Linked DNA regions of Oryctolagus cuniculus: region 2 is linked to region 1. The links are chromatin contacts, called in public Hi-C maps. All regions are on one chromosome and are shown on one strand. Each heading gives the region's core, a stretch centred on a gene start, on an enhancer-like site or on the middle of the called end of the contact. The rest is flanking DNA. Distances are from core to core; before and after follow the strand shown. Region 1 has its middle 660 kb from the start of N6AMT1. Region 2 has its middle 800 kb from the start of ADAMTS5.

Region 1 (2,729 bases), core at 140-2,639:
TTAATGTGCTGTAACATATCACACAAAATCAGGAGAAGTTTTCAGCATAGATATTTCTGGTTACCTGGCCAAATTATGTGTTGATTTCACAAATATATGTAAGTATGTAAAAGGGACTTTACATCTTAAACTTTCAAAAAAGTCTTGATATGGAAGATTAATCACAGACATCAGAAAGAAAACCAAAAAGTTCCAGTGTTACCCTGTCACTGTAGCAAGAACTATTGAGTATCATCAACTTGGCAACTGCATGAAGGATGAGTGGACAGAGCTGGAAGCCCTTCTGAGTACTAAGTGTGTCCTGGAGCTCAGTGGAGAGATGGACTGTTAAATTTCTGATTTAACTACTGTGGCTACAAAATATCTCAGATATAAAGACTATCCTACACATTATGGGAATATTTCCAATGGCACATAATTTCTATTTAAGTGGGAATTTGAAGTACTGCTTTGATTGAGAGGGGATTTTGAGGTCTGGGCTTGGAAATGATTTTGAATAGACAAGGACACAGATGTGGTGGCTTTGTGGGGGGAGACATCAGTAAATGCTACTTCTGTAAGATTGCAAACTTCTCTTCCAGGAGAAGTTGGTCTCTGAATATAGCATTCTGGCCAGCAAACAAGCAGAAACAATTAGTATACAAATAAAATCATAGTATTAACAAAAAAAAAATCCCTTCATATGTTTTACCTAATTGGAAGGGAGGTGGGAAGATGGTAGAGACAGGTGAGTTTAATGCAAAACCTCCAACTGAAAAGCAGCACTCATCATCTGGATCAATGCACCCTTGTTTTAGTTTTTGATATTGTTGGCTTCCTGTACAACATAGGATTTCTCAAGGCATTTAAGATAATAACAGCCCTATTTCAAATAAAATATGTGAGTTTTCCACTGAGATTCTTCAGTTTAGCAAACATCTCTGAAGTCAGCCTCCTGTACCACTGTTTTGGAATAGCTGGCCCAAGAGCAGGCAGCTCCCCACATTGGCAGAGCTGTTGTTGGGATACTACATTGTTCTGGGTCTGCCCATCTGATATGCCTATCCCAGAGGAAGAACTGCAGGAACTGATAGAAGGTTGGAGAGCCCTGTTTCCTTCCATTTCATACTTCTTGACCAATTAAAACAAAGTACTAACGTGGAAAAATCAGTAATCACATAACAAAAATCCTCAGGCATGAAAACTTTTCATTCTGGACAGTGGAAACTTTATTTTGTTACATCCTCCCGCAAATTTGCTTACAAATCAGAAAAACAGGACTGAAAAGAAAAAAAAAAAAAAGAAGGCAAGCTTCTTGCCAGTATTCTGTGCCCCTGGCTTCTCTGGCCACGGCAAACTAAGAGCATGATGGACTCTTTGGCAATCCATGATGTTCTTTCCCTTCACTGGGGGTTGGGCTCTACATTTCTCTTCCTGATTACCCAATCTTGCAGCTGCAGCATCTACTCTTCTCCCCTGGCATTGGCTGGACTTTGACTTGAAACTCTGTTCTGGGCTCACAGTGACCTCTCATGCTGACCTGCTACATCTTTTTGCTGACATAGCTCCCAGGGACTGTTATTGCTGCAGAAGAAACAATCCCCCTTGAATACAAGTATCTCCCTGATATCAGTGCACAGAATACTAGCCTTGCCAAAAAAAAAAAAAAAATGAAATTATCAAGAACTCTTTCAGTCTCCTTTCTTGAAGATTTTTGCATTAATCTTCTCAGGAGACTGAGCAGTTTACACTGATGAACACCACAATGTGTGACATCCCAAGGGCCCTCTTTTATGCTGTCAATGCTATCATGTGCCAGAATCAAATCTAGACAACTCAGTTATGTCCTGACAAGCTCCTTGCTCATCCAAAGCACCCACGAGGGATTAAAATAACCTTTGACCCCACTCTGTGAATGTTTTCAGTCTGTATTGCAATTTAAAAAACATCAATTCCAATGTTCTTTGCAATGTTTCTCCCCTACAAAGTTTTAATTTTTGGTAGAAACCTTAGCTTTCATTCTTATGCTGAAGTCAATAAAATTGATGGGCAAAACGAGACTGCCCTATGAAATATCTGCTTCACTGAAAAAGATAACTACAGACATGAATGGCAAAATTGTACTTTTCTTTGAATGTTCAAAGTTAGGAAAACTTGTAGTTATGGCTTAGCTTTGTCTCATGCTTATTCCAAACTGGTTGAATCCATGTGGGTATTTTCTAACCACTCTATTTTTAAAAAGCTTATTTACTGAAACTCACATGTATTTCATTTAAATTATCTTCACCTTTTAAAGCTGGGATGAGTTGTTTGGCTCTTTCAATATTTATCTCAATATATTGTGGTAGCTTCAAAAGCCAATATAAATTTCTTTTAGAAGTACCAAAGAAAACTTTCATTCTCTAACCCTATATTTATTTTTTTAAAAATTCTTCTCTTTTAACTTACTATTTTAAGGCAACTACACATGAAAAGTAGAGCAACAACTTTTAACCTTATGTATGACTGTATTTTAAAGTCTTTCATAAGGTTGAACTTTTCTCATTGTCATTTATGAGAATGCATCTTGTATTTATTATCATTTTTATCCATGTATATAATTATGTGTCAGTGTATGAATGGTCTGCAAAAAGTTCATGAAAATATGTATTATAAGAAATCTATGCATGGACTTCCAAATCACGGACCAAAATAAACTGGAATTAGCTTGTTAGAGCATATCTAAACAGTATCTAGCTGGAGGCACTAAA
Region 2 (2,727 bases), core at 61-2,560, 610 kb before region 1:
CATCCTCCACTGCACTCCCTGGCCACAGCAGAGAGCTGGCCTGGAAGAGGGGCAACAGGGACAGAATCTGGCGCCCCAACCGGGACTAGAACCCGGTGTGCCGGTGCCGCTAGGCGGAGGATTAGCCTAGTGAGCCGTGGCGCCAGCCTAAGTAGAACTTTCATGCTATTATGAAACATGGTGCTTTGGAAATTCATGTACAGATACTAGCTTGGATGTATATTTTTATTAACCTTACACATTTACCCAGGATAGAGTTGCTTGGCCAGAGGGCAACTCCATGGGGTCTTTTTGCATAACTGCCAAACTTCCAATGTGACTGTCCCATTTAACATTCTGAACAGCAAGGGTGAGGATCTGAGACCCCTTGATGAACCCTGTAAATGGAAAAAGAAAGGTCTGAGATGTTAGGTCTTAACATCCATTAGTGACGCCTCTCTTGAACAATTAAGCATTGGTTGACAATCTAGAAGTGAAATATGTTCTTAGACCCAGTGTCTGGGTTTACTGTTGCCCTTCACAGGCAGGAGAGGATTTACATCAAGTGTAAGGACCTGGCTTCTCTTTTGTTAATGAACATGAGACTTTGGAACAGTTGCATGTTCCACAACATAAGGACCTACTCCACATTCAGAGTCTGTTCATGGCGCGGTCAGACAACACAGGTTCTTTGTGAACAAACACTTCTGATACTCATGGCAGCCTTGCAAAAGTAGTTCTGGTGAACTCCAGTTTAGAGAAGAGTGATCTGTGGTTTAAGATGCTTTAAATATAAGCCCAAGCTTATACTAACTGTAACCATTGATAAATATTGTAATTTTTTTCACTATCCCTATGGGCACAAATACCACTGTGGAAGCTGTACTGCAGTTTCCAAAATGTGAGGAGTCCTCAACAGCTCTACTTCTGTGTAGGAATTATTCTAAGCATTGTGCTTTTAGTTAGCATTGACTCATGGGAAACTTGGGAAAAATAGCCAATTAAAGTGTTAAGTAGCTTAACCTACTATGCCACAGCATCCAACCCCAACACCTTCTCCAGGCCACTCCTGCTGGAGGTCTCTGACTTAAATAAATCTTGCTTTTAAATTAAAAAAAGTGTTAAGTGGCATGAAAGAAGGATCACTTAGACAATGCATATAAGGTAAATTTATCATATGATTAGTCACACTAAAAAAAAAACACATTTCAAATGACTTCTTTTGGTAAGCGGTTATTTATACAATTTGATGTAATGCTGCACAGAAGAGAATTAGATGATTAATACTAAAACTGACTGTGAAACATGATCTCTGAATACTGACTCACCTTTTTTCAAGAGGCTGTAAATTAGTGAAGGATTATTACCTAAGACTAATACCTACTTTAAAGGTAAACTATGCTGTTCTCAGTGTACAAAAAATGTTCTGAATGTGAAAAATGATACCTTTATATGCACTATGGCCTATTCATTTAGGAACCAAAAGATTAATTTTTTTTTTTGACAGGCAGAGTTAGACAGTGAGAGAGAGACAGAGACAGAGAGAAAGGTTTTCCTTTTTCCATTGGTTCACCCCACAAAAGGCCGCTAAGCCAGGAGCCAGGTGCTTCCTCCTGGTCTCCCCTGCGGGTGCAGGGCCCAAGGACTTGGGCCATCCTCCACTGCACTCCTGGGCCACAGCAGAGAGCTGGACTGGAAAAGGAGCAACTGGAACATAACCGGTGCCCCAACCAGGACTAGAACCCCAGGGTGCTGGTGTCGCAGGCAGAGGATTAGCTAAGTGAGCTGTGGCACCGGCCAAGATTAAGTTTTAAGAACCAATTAAACCATTGAAAATAATATAATTTCAAATATCAAATATATACTATGTATTTTTTGCACACTATGATGTAAAAGAATATTTGGTGACAGGGATATTGGCAGCAATAAGTTTTTAAAATATATCTATTTATTTGCTTTTTAGTAATTTAAGAGAGAGGGAAAGAGAGAGTACTTGCCCATTGGCTAGGTCACTACTCCAATGCCTACAATTTCTTGGACTGGGGTAATTCAAAGCCAATAGCAAGGAAGGAAATCACTGGAGCCATCACAGCTGCCTCCCATGATCTGCATTAGTAGGAAGCTGAAATCTGGAGTCAGGGCCAGGAATGGAACCTGCTTACTTAAATATGGAATTCAGGCTTAACTGCTCGGATAAATCTCAACTCTGCACACCAAGTTTTTAAGGGAAAGTAAAACCAGGTTCCACCGTGTGTTTATTCCAATTTTGAGAAAGAGCAGGATGATAGAGGCTTCTTGATTTAACAGTACAACTTTTCTTCCAAATATTTGTTTGTTTGAAATACATAATGATGAGGGGTGTTAAAAAGAGATCTTCCATCCAGTTCACTCTGACAATGACAGTAAAAGCTGGTGCCAGGTCAGGCTGAAACTGGGAGTTTGGTATTCCATCCAGGCTTCCCACGTGGATAACAGGGAAACAGGTATTGAACCATCATTTTTTTTTTTTCTGGATAAAATAGCAGGAAGCTGGATACGAAACAGAATATCTGGGACTGGAACCAGAGCCACTATATGGTATACAAGGGTCCCAAGTGGTAGGTTAACCCACTGTGCCACTGTGCCACAGAGCCTACTCATAACAGATCATCTTAACTATATGAATGCAGCAACAGGGGTTCTTTGGGTGTAGGGTGAAGGCTTCTTAGCATTTTCTTCCTTTTCTTTTTAATTATTTTTCTGAAATAT

What was found. A called contact is a pair of places that touch in the nucleus more often than the background predicts.
Region 2: a contact with region 1 is called in a Hi-C map of embryonic fibroblasts, with 3 times the contacts expected there. The contact joins two enhancer-like sites. A contact is called at or near these places in 5 of 6 Hi-C or Micro-C datasets (ear pinna, embryonic fibroblasts, psoas muscle and 2 more).

Annotation. Positions count from the first base shown.
Region 1 is chr4:17,436,286-17,439,014 of mOryCun1.1, reverse strand. No RefSeq gene overlaps it. Among named protein-coding and RNA genes, the nearest start is that of N6AMT1, 660 kb to the right of the region's middle. Within about 2 kb of position 1,389, at least 2 of the 8 cell types and tissues checked have an H3K27ac peak or open chromatin away from gene starts, as enhancers often do.
Region 2 is chr4:18,044,039-18,046,765 of mOryCun1.1, reverse strand. No RefSeq gene overlaps it. Among named protein-coding and RNA genes, the nearest start is that of ADAMTS5, 800 kb to the left of the region's middle. Within about 2 kb of position 1,310, at least 1 of the 8 cell types and tissues checked has an H3K27ac peak or open chromatin away from gene starts, as enhancers often do.